2 separate regions of the Rattus norvegicus genome follow, and region 1 is linked to region 2. A link is a contact called in public Hi-C data. All regions are on one chromosome and are shown on one strand. The core of a region is the stretch at or near the end of the contact, and the rest is flanking DNA. Distances in the headings are between cores, read along the strand shown. Region 1 has its middle 79 kb from the start of Adtrp. Region 2 overlaps Adtrp (androgen-dependent TFPI-regulating protein).

Region 1 (4,901 bases), core at 2,195-4,694, 73 kb after region 2:
CTTCCTAGGTAAGCGCTCTACCACTGAGCTAAATCCCCAGCCCCAACTTAGAGGATTCTTAAGCTGAGCTTAGTGGAAATTTCTGACCTCCACAACCCCTGGTGCTTTGGGTACTTGCTGAGGAAGAGATGGAAGGTGTAACTCCTGAGGAAGAGATGGAAGGTGTAACTCCTGAGGAAGAGATGGAAGGTGTAACTCCTGAGGAAGAGATGGAAGGTGTAACTCCTGAGGAAGAGATGGAAGGTGTAACTCCTGAGGAAGAGATGGAAGGTGTAACTCCTGAGGAAGAGATGGAAGGTGTAACTCCTGAGGAAGAGATGGAAGGTGTAACTCCTGAGGAAGAGATGGAAGGTGTAACTCCTGAGGAAGAGATGGAAGGTGTAACTCCTGAGGAAGAGATGGAAGGTGTAACTCCTGAGGAAGAGATGGAAGGTGTAACTCCTGAGGAAGAGATGGAAGGTGTAACTCCTGAGGAAGAGATGGAAGGTGTAACTCCTGAGGAAGAGATGGAAGGTGTAACTCCAGAGAGGGACCCACAACAGGTAACTCTAAATGACTCATGGTCTCCCTCCATGGTTGACGGGTGGGGATGTGGAGATGCCGCTCTTGGCTGTTGACTGACCACCCTGCTGCATCTCACTTCCACTGCACTCAACACCTGTCATTTCTCTGAGCCACAGAGATACTCATGAAAGACCCATTAGTATCAAACAGTCCCAATGTATGTTTAGTTAAAATGTTATCATTACCAAATCTAATCACCTTTACAGTATGAATGCCTTATGGTCGCAATACCTTAGAAGAGCATGGTTGGTAATTGTTTTAGATCTTTATAGTTACTGTAGCAAAATGCTACTAGCTGGTGACCTTAAACACCATGAAAGTGTATTCCCGGGGTTGGGGATTTAGCTCAGTGGTAGAGTGCTTGCCTAGCAAATACAAGGCCCTGGATTTGGTCCCCCGCTCCAAAAAAAAAAAAAAAAAAAAAAAAAAAAAAAGAAAGTGTATTGCCCCACAGTTGCAGGGGCCAATGGCCTTACGTGCCAAGCATAGTAGCTATATGTCCCCTTAGAAGATGATGAGGAAGACTCCTTCCTTCTGCTGGCTCCTAGTGGCCCTAGTTTAATCACAGCAATGCTATAATCCCTGCTTCCACTTTCCTTACTATTTGTGACTTTTTTCCCCCTCACCTTACAGTGAATCTGGACTCTGGACCCAAATGTGCCTCTCTTTTCTCACAGAAACCCCAGTGGTAGGAGGGATGTAATGTCTACTCCAAGCCCAATGCAATTCACTTCAGGATGCACAGCACATCACATAGGCGAGGGTCTTAGTTCCCACTAAGGTCCCTTTCTGATGGTCTGGGAGTTTGTGAGCGCCGGAGGATGCCCTTCAGCTCAATGACCGTCTCAGCAGGAAAGACGCCAGTCAGGTGCCCTTCTCCCTTCAGATAGGAGACTATTGAGCAGTGGACCCACAGAATTGGAATTTCCCCCAGAAGAAGGAAAGGGGGGAAGAAAAGACTGGGCTCTACTGCCAGGCATAGGGGAGCTTGTCTTCCTGGAAGAGACTTCTGTCAGCATATTGACAGTTTTCCAGATAGTGGAAACCAGGAGCCACGCTCCATATATTCCCTGCCTTTCCCAGCTCTTGACTATTAGGCTATTGTGTTGGCTCATTGAGGGGTGAGCAGAGATGCTTTTCTTGTTAGAGTTGTGAGGCCTCGGGCTTGTACCATAAAAGTTCTGGTGACAACAGTGAATAATTTCGGCTTAATAAATGAGAGACTGGGGATTTAGAAGTCATAGATACCAAAAGAGCTCTTAACTCTTTCCATCGGTCTGTGATGACTCAGAACCCATACAGTGTGCTCCCCATTTAAATGGACATTTGCTGTTTGTCATTCTGGAACCTTCATTCACCATCGCACAGAGAGACTGACATCATTATCTGGTAGCAAAACACCGCTTAAGGTCAGTAACGTTGATGGATTTTTCTCAATGAAGAATTACGCAAGAGAGAAATGTCAGACAGAGCTGTTTCCTGTACACCATATGATTTTCTTAACAAATCCTGCTTCTGTCTCCTTCATGACGACTGGAAAATCTAATCCTTCCTCTGTGTCTTCAACACATTAGACGTTTTTCTTTCAAATCTTTTAAGCCAACATGTGATGAATGCCGGTTTAGAGAAAAATGGTATCACTGTGGAAACACCTGCTTTTCTAAACCCAAGGAACGTTAGCGAGTGAGTTAGGGGCAGTGAAACAGCTCAGCAAGGCACTCTTGTATGGGCACCTGGGTAAGACCATCAAAGAAAAACAACGTACCCATCAGACACTGAAGACAGCCTGGCAAAGGAAACACTGAGGGCTGCTAAGGGTGGCTATGGTTTGGGTGTCACCCAAGAGTTCATGTGTTAGAAAATGAACCCCCAAATTTGCATGTTAGTGGTAGTAGTCCTTTGCGAGGTGATTAGGCTAGATGACATGAGAGGGAGGTCTGCATGGTAACTTTACTGAAGGATGAAGACTGAAGATTCCATGCCTCAGAATTGACTATTTGATGGCCTCTGCTCTATTAACATGGTGTGTAGAGTCCTCCCCAGAGGCAGAGCAGTTACCAATGCCACATTTCTAGATTCCCCAGACTCCAGAACCTTGAGCCAACTAAGGTATTTCCCTTTCTAACTGACCCAGTCTGTTACCCTGTTACGACTGCCATGTTCCATGGATTTCCATCCAACTTTCCTTGTATTTGAGCAGCCACTAAGGAGCTTACAGGAATACAATTTCCCAGATGCTCCCTTCACCCCACCCCAGTTCAGAGATTCTGAATTTGTCTGAACTATGAACCCCATGCTAGGTGTTTAGCCCCCCCTTCTAGATAGTTCTAATATGCAACTAAAGCTGGAATTCCCCGCTGATGTTTAAGAATCTTGATTTAACCATCATGGAAAGGCAGCAACTAAGTCTTCAAGCCACTGCCTGCATCCTAGCTGCCTTGAGCAGCCAATGCCAAAGCAGAACTGGTGACCTGGCCTCTTTGGGGACACAGTAGGAGTGACTTTGAGGCACAGTGTGGGGCCAAGCTCTGTTAGAGGTTTGGAAGCATCTATAGAGATCCTTGGTCAAGACTTCCCACTGCTCCCTGTGACCATGAACCACTGTGCTTTGCTAGCATTGGACACCAGGCTGTGGGCACCACGGTGGTGGCACCCGTGGGAATACTTTTGACATTCCACATCAGCCCTTCTCTGGGCCTCCAGCCTGCATATTTGAGCTTTGCCAGACTCTGTCATCACTGGGGCCTATTCTTTTGAATGAAATTGCCTCCGACATGCACTTGAATCTGATTGGTGCTGTTTCTCTGCAGAGTCTGACTAACACTCCCGAAGCGTTGCTCCTTGCTCTCCCTCATTCCTCTCAGTCTGCCTCAAGCCTGCTCTGTGCCCACACTCCCTCCGTCGGCCCACTCAGTAGCATTCGCCTGCAGTCCCTGTGACTCATAGGCCTATATTAATCCTGCGGCTTCCACTTGCCAAGCTCCCACTCTCTCTCCTTTCTTCATTCAAGAGTCTCCCCAGATCTCACATCGTCCAATCAAGGAAACAACAGCCTGTGCCTCCTAGAATGAACCAACTGGTGGAACAGAGTTAAGGAAGATCAAGGGAACAGATGAGAGCTATTTGAAAATTAATTTCTGAGACTGTTCCACATACAACCCTAATAGAGTTCCAAGAAGAGATACGAGCTGATTGCTTCATAAGACACTTTGTCACCACCCACGGCCTGTGTCAATCTTACCTTCCCAAATGGCTAATGGAGCTCCTAAGCCTACAGCCCTGGGCGAAGCCTTCTGAATGGGTGCTAAAAGCCATCGTTCTGAATGGTGATGGGCTGAAAAGACAAGCTTCCGTTACCATCCTCCTCTCGGGATGGTTTCCCTGTGTAAGGCCTGGAGGAGTCAGGGAAAACTCATAAGAAAGGCATCATCATGGTAGCTTCGCGGTAGGATTCGGGTCCTATGGTACGCTCAGTGCGAGCACTTCCTAACATCCACAGCAAGGAGCACCAGCATGTCTGGGGATGGTCCACGAACCCCACCTATGTTTAGAGTCAAGAAGGTCATTATTGGCTGGAGTGGAAAAATAGCTGTAACCGGAGCAGAGTAGTTACTTTAAAAGATGTCCAAACTTTCTCATTGCCACCCACATGCTGCAGATGACAAGGGACCCAGACACCTCCCCTCCCACTCAAATACCAGGAGGAGCCCTTGTAATGCAGCAGCCACCAAAGAGACCCACTCCTAATCGTTATTACCACGCTGCAGAGCAGGTGGCCTTGCGGGTCCTCCAAGGAGCTACTGTCCCAAACACCCTGAATGACTTGAGGAAAAAGGGATGTCCAAAAGGACGGAAAGCCGGCTTGGCTAATTCACTTTTTGTGGGCTCCTAAAATGTCAAGGTGAAAAACACATAGACTCCCTAGACACTCTAAATCCAATTAGTTCCAATTCTAAGGCACTTATAGTCATAGGTGACTCAGCCCTGCAGAGTTCGGTCTCTTCTTATGCAAATTGGGAGCGAACCGTCAGTTTTCTGCTGGTTACCGGGAGAATAGATAACAGAAATAAGGAACTCACTCTCAGGACTCGCTTAATAACATTCTCGTCCCCGCTCTCCTGGTCCAAGGGCGCCATTGGTGCAACGAGGAATGGTTTTCTTGGTCATCACTTGCAAGCACTGGTAAATTTGGTGTTAAAGCCTGGCACACAAAGGAGCAAGGTTGACCCCAGGAATAAGATGTGGGTGGGAGGAAAGAAAACTCGCTCAGTATCAGCACAGTATTCACCAAGTCAGCAAGAGGCTCCCAAATCACACCTCATTATTAATATATTAAT
Region 2 (4,833 bases), core at 1,866-4,365:
GTCAGGGCGAGCAGCAATCATCTACCTCGTGAGCGTCTCCTGGGCCCAAATCTTATTCCAGTGTCATTCCCTTTTTTGCCTTCCTGGTGAATTAGCCATCAAATCACATCCCATTGGCTTTTCCTTCCGTTGGACGCACCTCTCCCTCCCCAAACTTCCTGCTGTCTCCTTCCTAATTCTGATTACTTTGCATCAGAGGACTACCACACTACCCTGTCCTTTCCTATCCAGAGATCTGCCCATCCAATACTCAGATCCCAGGTTAATCTTCCAGAGCTCTTTCTCTCCTCTCTCTCTCTCTCTCTCTCTCTCTCTCTCTCTCTCTCTCTTGAATTCCTTTAAACAATGTGGCCTCTTTGGTTTGGGGAAGGGTCGGGGGGGGGTGTCAAGGAAAAAATACAAAAAGAAACAACAAAACCAACCAACCAACCAACCAAACACCCAAATTCACCGCTCAGGTCCCTTTTTCCCCCAGGATAGCTAGTGTCCCTCTGAGAAAGGACTTGGTCTCTAGTTTTACCTACAGGCTTCCTTCCTCCTTTCTCTGCCCATATCCCCTAAGGCCAATTCGCCTCTGTTCAACACTTCCTCCGTTGCCTTCCGTAGACCACCTAGAGTCCTGTTTACAGCAATGTTTCCTCGTCTTTTCCCTCCCCTTTATGTAAATGTAAAAAGCATTCGAACTCTCACTAGCTCAAAACCAGTTCTGCCTCCCACACTCTTATCAACCCAACCCACTTACAGTTCTCCACTTTGCTCACGTGGTCGGCTGTGGGCGTGGCTAAATTGAATAGCATCTCCTCTGGTTGCTTCTGCCCCAGCCTGTGAGCAAAGGAGCCCTGATCTGTAGGGATTTGTTTCTATGCTCTTGAAAGTTTGACTTCGCCGAATCTTCCCCAGCTGACAAAGACGGGTTTAAATATATTTTAGGGAACACATCCAAGGATGGTTTTCAAATAGATTGTTCATCTGTGCCAATTCATTCTTAACTGACTTATATTTTAATGGAATAGAATGATCAGGTTATAGATCTCCTAACTTACTTTTTTTTAAAAAAAAAAATTGTTTATTTAATGTATGTGAATACACTGTTTCAGACTCACCAGAAGAGGGCATCGGATCCCATTACAGATGGTTGTGAGCCACCATGTGGTTGCCGGGAATTGAATTCAGAACCTCTGGAAGAGCAGTCAATGCTCTTCAGTCCCGCCGAGCCATCTCTCCAGCCCCTCTAACACTCATGTTTATTAGAAACTGATGAACTCAGTATCCAATTCAAGCTAGTAAGAATTATAAATTTTATTATATTGTATTTTACATGTTAGTTTTTTGCCTTAGTTTTACATTAACTTTTGCCTGCATGTTTGCATGTGTACCATGTGTGTGCAGGGCCTGCGGAGACTAGAAGAGGCTGCCAGATCTTCTAGTGCTGGAATTATAGGCAGTTTTATACCAACTTACAGGTACTGGGGACTGAACAGGAGTCCTCTAAGAGCAGCAAATGTTCTTTAACCACTAAGCCATCTCTGTAATCCATCCACGTAGCAGGGATTGTATCCCTTCTCTTCTTATTTATATCTTAAATCAAACATAACTTTTAACATCTTTGTTATGTGCCCTGTTAACCTTCTATATGTGCTTTCGTGTGAGCAATACAAACAAAAATGGGCATTTCATGGAATTTTCATACCGATTTTGATTTTATTGATCCCCACCCACACTTCCTTCCTCTGCCCTCCTACCCTTCGCCCTGCTTGTCCCCAGTAGTCCCCAACCTCCTTGCATGTCACGTACATCATTTGACTTTTTTTTCTTTCTCCCCATGACTTCTTTCCTCCCCTTTCTAGTTTCATGACCTAGAGGCTCCATCCCATGCATAGAAACAGTTACATCTAGAGCCTACATATGAAGGAGAATGTGTGTCTTTTATCTTTCTGAGTCTGCTGTACCTTCCCTCTCAGACATTCTAATTTCTAGTCTGCTGAGTGCATGTCTGTGTCCCAGTTGAATAGCAAAGCCTGTCTTATTACAAGTCAGCTTTCAGAGCTTCACGCCATTTTTCTCCCGAAACTGCCCCCCGGGAAGTCTCAAAAGAAGCTATGGAAGCTGCCAAAGGGTTGGTGGCTAGTAGAGAGCTTCTAGCTAAGAAGAGAAAGGGCAAGGGGACAAGACAGAGAGGTGGCCCCAGAGAAAGGGACTGTGCTCTGGTGGTTATGTCCACTGTAAGGGTTCCTCTGTCCTATTGCTTAGTGTCTGTGACCCAGGGCTAAGGACTTTATGCTGTCCATTCCCACATTTGTTAAGTAGGAGAACAAATAGAAGCCAACAGCATGGCCATAAACTTAGAAGGCTCTCAACATGGTGTAAGGAGAAAAGAAGAGAAGACAGAAAGGAAACAGGAAGGTTGGAGTCAGTCTTGTGTTTGACGGATGGTTAGTTACTGTGGGACATATTGGTTTAGTGGAGCATGGGTCTCCTTGATAAGTTCTTAGTGGGTGATCTGGATGAGAATCAACCACCTCATACTACCTACATTCTACATGCACAGCTCCCGTATGTGCCTCTCCACCCTACACTCCCTGTCATTAGCTAGGAAAGGATGTCAATGGAGAACTCTGCTCTCTCTGCTGTAGCTGTTGGGGTAGACACCCTTGACCCGGGGGCTTTGGGGGAGGTACAGCTTCAGGTGTAAGCTGAGAGCACTGAGTTCTAACGAGTGATGAAGCCCTAGCAGCTGCGTATGGAGATCATGCTATGCACAATTTTAGTCTGATTGTCCTACTTCAGTTCAGTCCTTCACAAATGTGCTTCCTGGTTTCCTTTACTCCCTTTCCATCCAAGAACTGTCCCTGGCCCTAAGGGACACCTATTAGTGAAAGTGACGAGTCTTCAGCCACTTCTTGATGTGCAGGGTCATTGGGTTTGCTCAGATTTCCCATTTTTAGGAGCCCCTAGGTAAGATTCTTAGAGTCTCTCCCCCTTCTAGCCCAAATCTCTTTCTCCAGCAGACACGTGCTTTTCCTTCATTCCTCTCTTGTTTGAGCGACCCAAACCTCATGATCCTCCAGTTTTCAGCATGACAGCAATGTGATGTCATTGCATATGTCCCCAGAGAGGATGATTCATGGCTAGAGAAAAAGAAGTCCCCTCCCTATTGGCCCAAACTCCAAGACAGCCTACAAACAGTAGAAAGGCAGGGTTCCATTTACATTACAGTTCCCTCTCTGGTACCTAGAAGGAAACCCTCAATTCCTATCACCGAGTTTAGAGCTTAATCTGTGAAGATCTTTAGCTTTACAGGGTCCAAAAGACACAAGACTGATGGTGGTCACAAAAATGTTTAAAACTCTTCCTGACTTAGCACTCGTGGGTCTGAAGGGATTGCAGATGACAGCACAAAAGGAATGGACACCAGCAGCACCCGAATAAAGCAGCTAGAATGGATTAAGTAGGCAGGATGAATAGCATTTTTGATACGTTCTTTAAACCCAGTGGAGAGATCTGTGCTGAGAAGCCAGGTTTCTGGAGCTAGAGCCCTGGCTGTCTACTTACTTCCTGTGTGATTCTAAGAGAATTGTTACCTAACTTTTCACATCTCGGTTTGTTCCTGTGTGGCACTGAGGAAAACATATCCTCCCACCTCACAGAGCTGAGAGATTCATTCCACAGCTCCCAGATGGTGTGTGGGCTTCCGGTAGGTCACAGGTGATCTCTCTTCCCAGAAGCACCCTCAGCTGAGGGAAGCTGCCTCCACTAGGGTTTATCCCCCTTCCCTGGGGGCTGGGAAAGGGCTGATTCAGGGAATATCTGCAGGGTAGGGCAGGGCAGCTCAATACAAGAGCTCCTCTAGATCGGCACTGCCCCAAATCCTTCTTCCTCCCTGTCACAGATACATCGAGGATATTATCCTCAATGCATTCCCTATAGGCACGTCTCAGAATCACACAATTTTCCACTCATCCTGGCTTTTATCCTACCAATAACAAGTTACAGAAAATGTTCCTTTCTCCCTCCTCCTCTTTCTCTTTCTCCTCCTCATCCTCTTTCTCCCCCATCCCCTTTTCCTTATTCTGACATGAGCCAGCCCATTCTATCTCTAACACAATTCTGGGTTCCTAACTGGCACTCCAGGGATATTGGCTGAATGGATTGTCAGCAGTACATACTTCTAATAGGGATGAGCCACTTACCAGGAGACCCCATCCTCTCTGTAGGTTGCTGTGTCCCAGGGAATCCTGCTATAAGAAAGCTGCTGCTCTTAGCCCCACAGTCTTGGCCAAGGCTTCCTACCCTTCTTAACCAACACATCCCACAACTCTTCCTCTCCCTATTTTTCTCCTTGTTATTCCAAATTGTATTCTTTACATTTGTCCTTCTGGTTTTGTTTGTTTAACGCCCTCGTTTATCTCAAGGGAGTTTTGTTGTTGTTATGTTGATGTATTTTTATTTAATTTGTTTGAGGATGTCCTATATGAGTACCGTATTTACATAATTTTACCACTCCCTCTCCCCCTCCTACTCCTCCACATCTGTAACCACTCCCACTCAAACTTACAACTTCTTTAGTTGTCAGTGGTTTACACCTACACGCTCCACTGATTCCATAAACTCAGGTGAGCATCTGTTTAGGGCTCACCACCTGGCTTGGATAACCTATCAGGGGCCTCATCCCTAGAGAACACTGATGCTCCCTCGGCAGTCCTGGATGGATTGCTTGTGGCCCTTGATTGATGGGTGTGGCCATGTGAAATGTCCCACGCCCACCTTGGCATGCCAACAAGTTGGTATCAGTATGCTTGTCGTGTTTAGACAGCCAGGTTGATGAGATTACAT

The links. Hi-C and Micro-C count contacts between places; a contact is called where the count stands out from the background.
Region 1: a Hi-C map of prefrontal cortex shows a contact between it and region 2, with 2.9 times the contacts expected there. The contact joins two enhancer-like sites. A contact is called at or near these places in 5 of 12 Hi-C or Micro-C datasets (the A7r5 cell line, the Rat2 cell line, frontal cortex and 2 more).

Annotation. Positions count from the first base shown.
Region 1 is chr17:23,211,952-23,216,852 of GRCr8, forward strand. No RefSeq gene overlaps it. Among named protein-coding and RNA genes, the nearest start is that of Adtrp, 79 kb to the left of the region's middle. Within about 2 kb of position 3,445, at least 35 of the 93 cell types and tissues checked have an H3K27ac peak or open chromatin away from gene starts, as enhancers often do. A contact at or near this core is called in the A7r5 cell line and prefrontal cortex, where this site is marked.
Region 2 is chr17:23,139,091-23,143,923 of GRCr8, forward strand. All of the region lies in intron 2 of Adtrp (androgen-dependent TFPI-regulating protein), which reads left to right. Among named protein-coding and RNA genes, the nearest start is that of Adtrp, 5.7 kb to the left of the region's middle. Within about 2 kb of position 3,116, at least 15 of the 93 cell types and tissues checked have an H3K27ac peak or open chromatin away from gene starts, as enhancers often do. A contact at or near this core is called in the A7r5 cell line and prefrontal cortex, where this site is marked.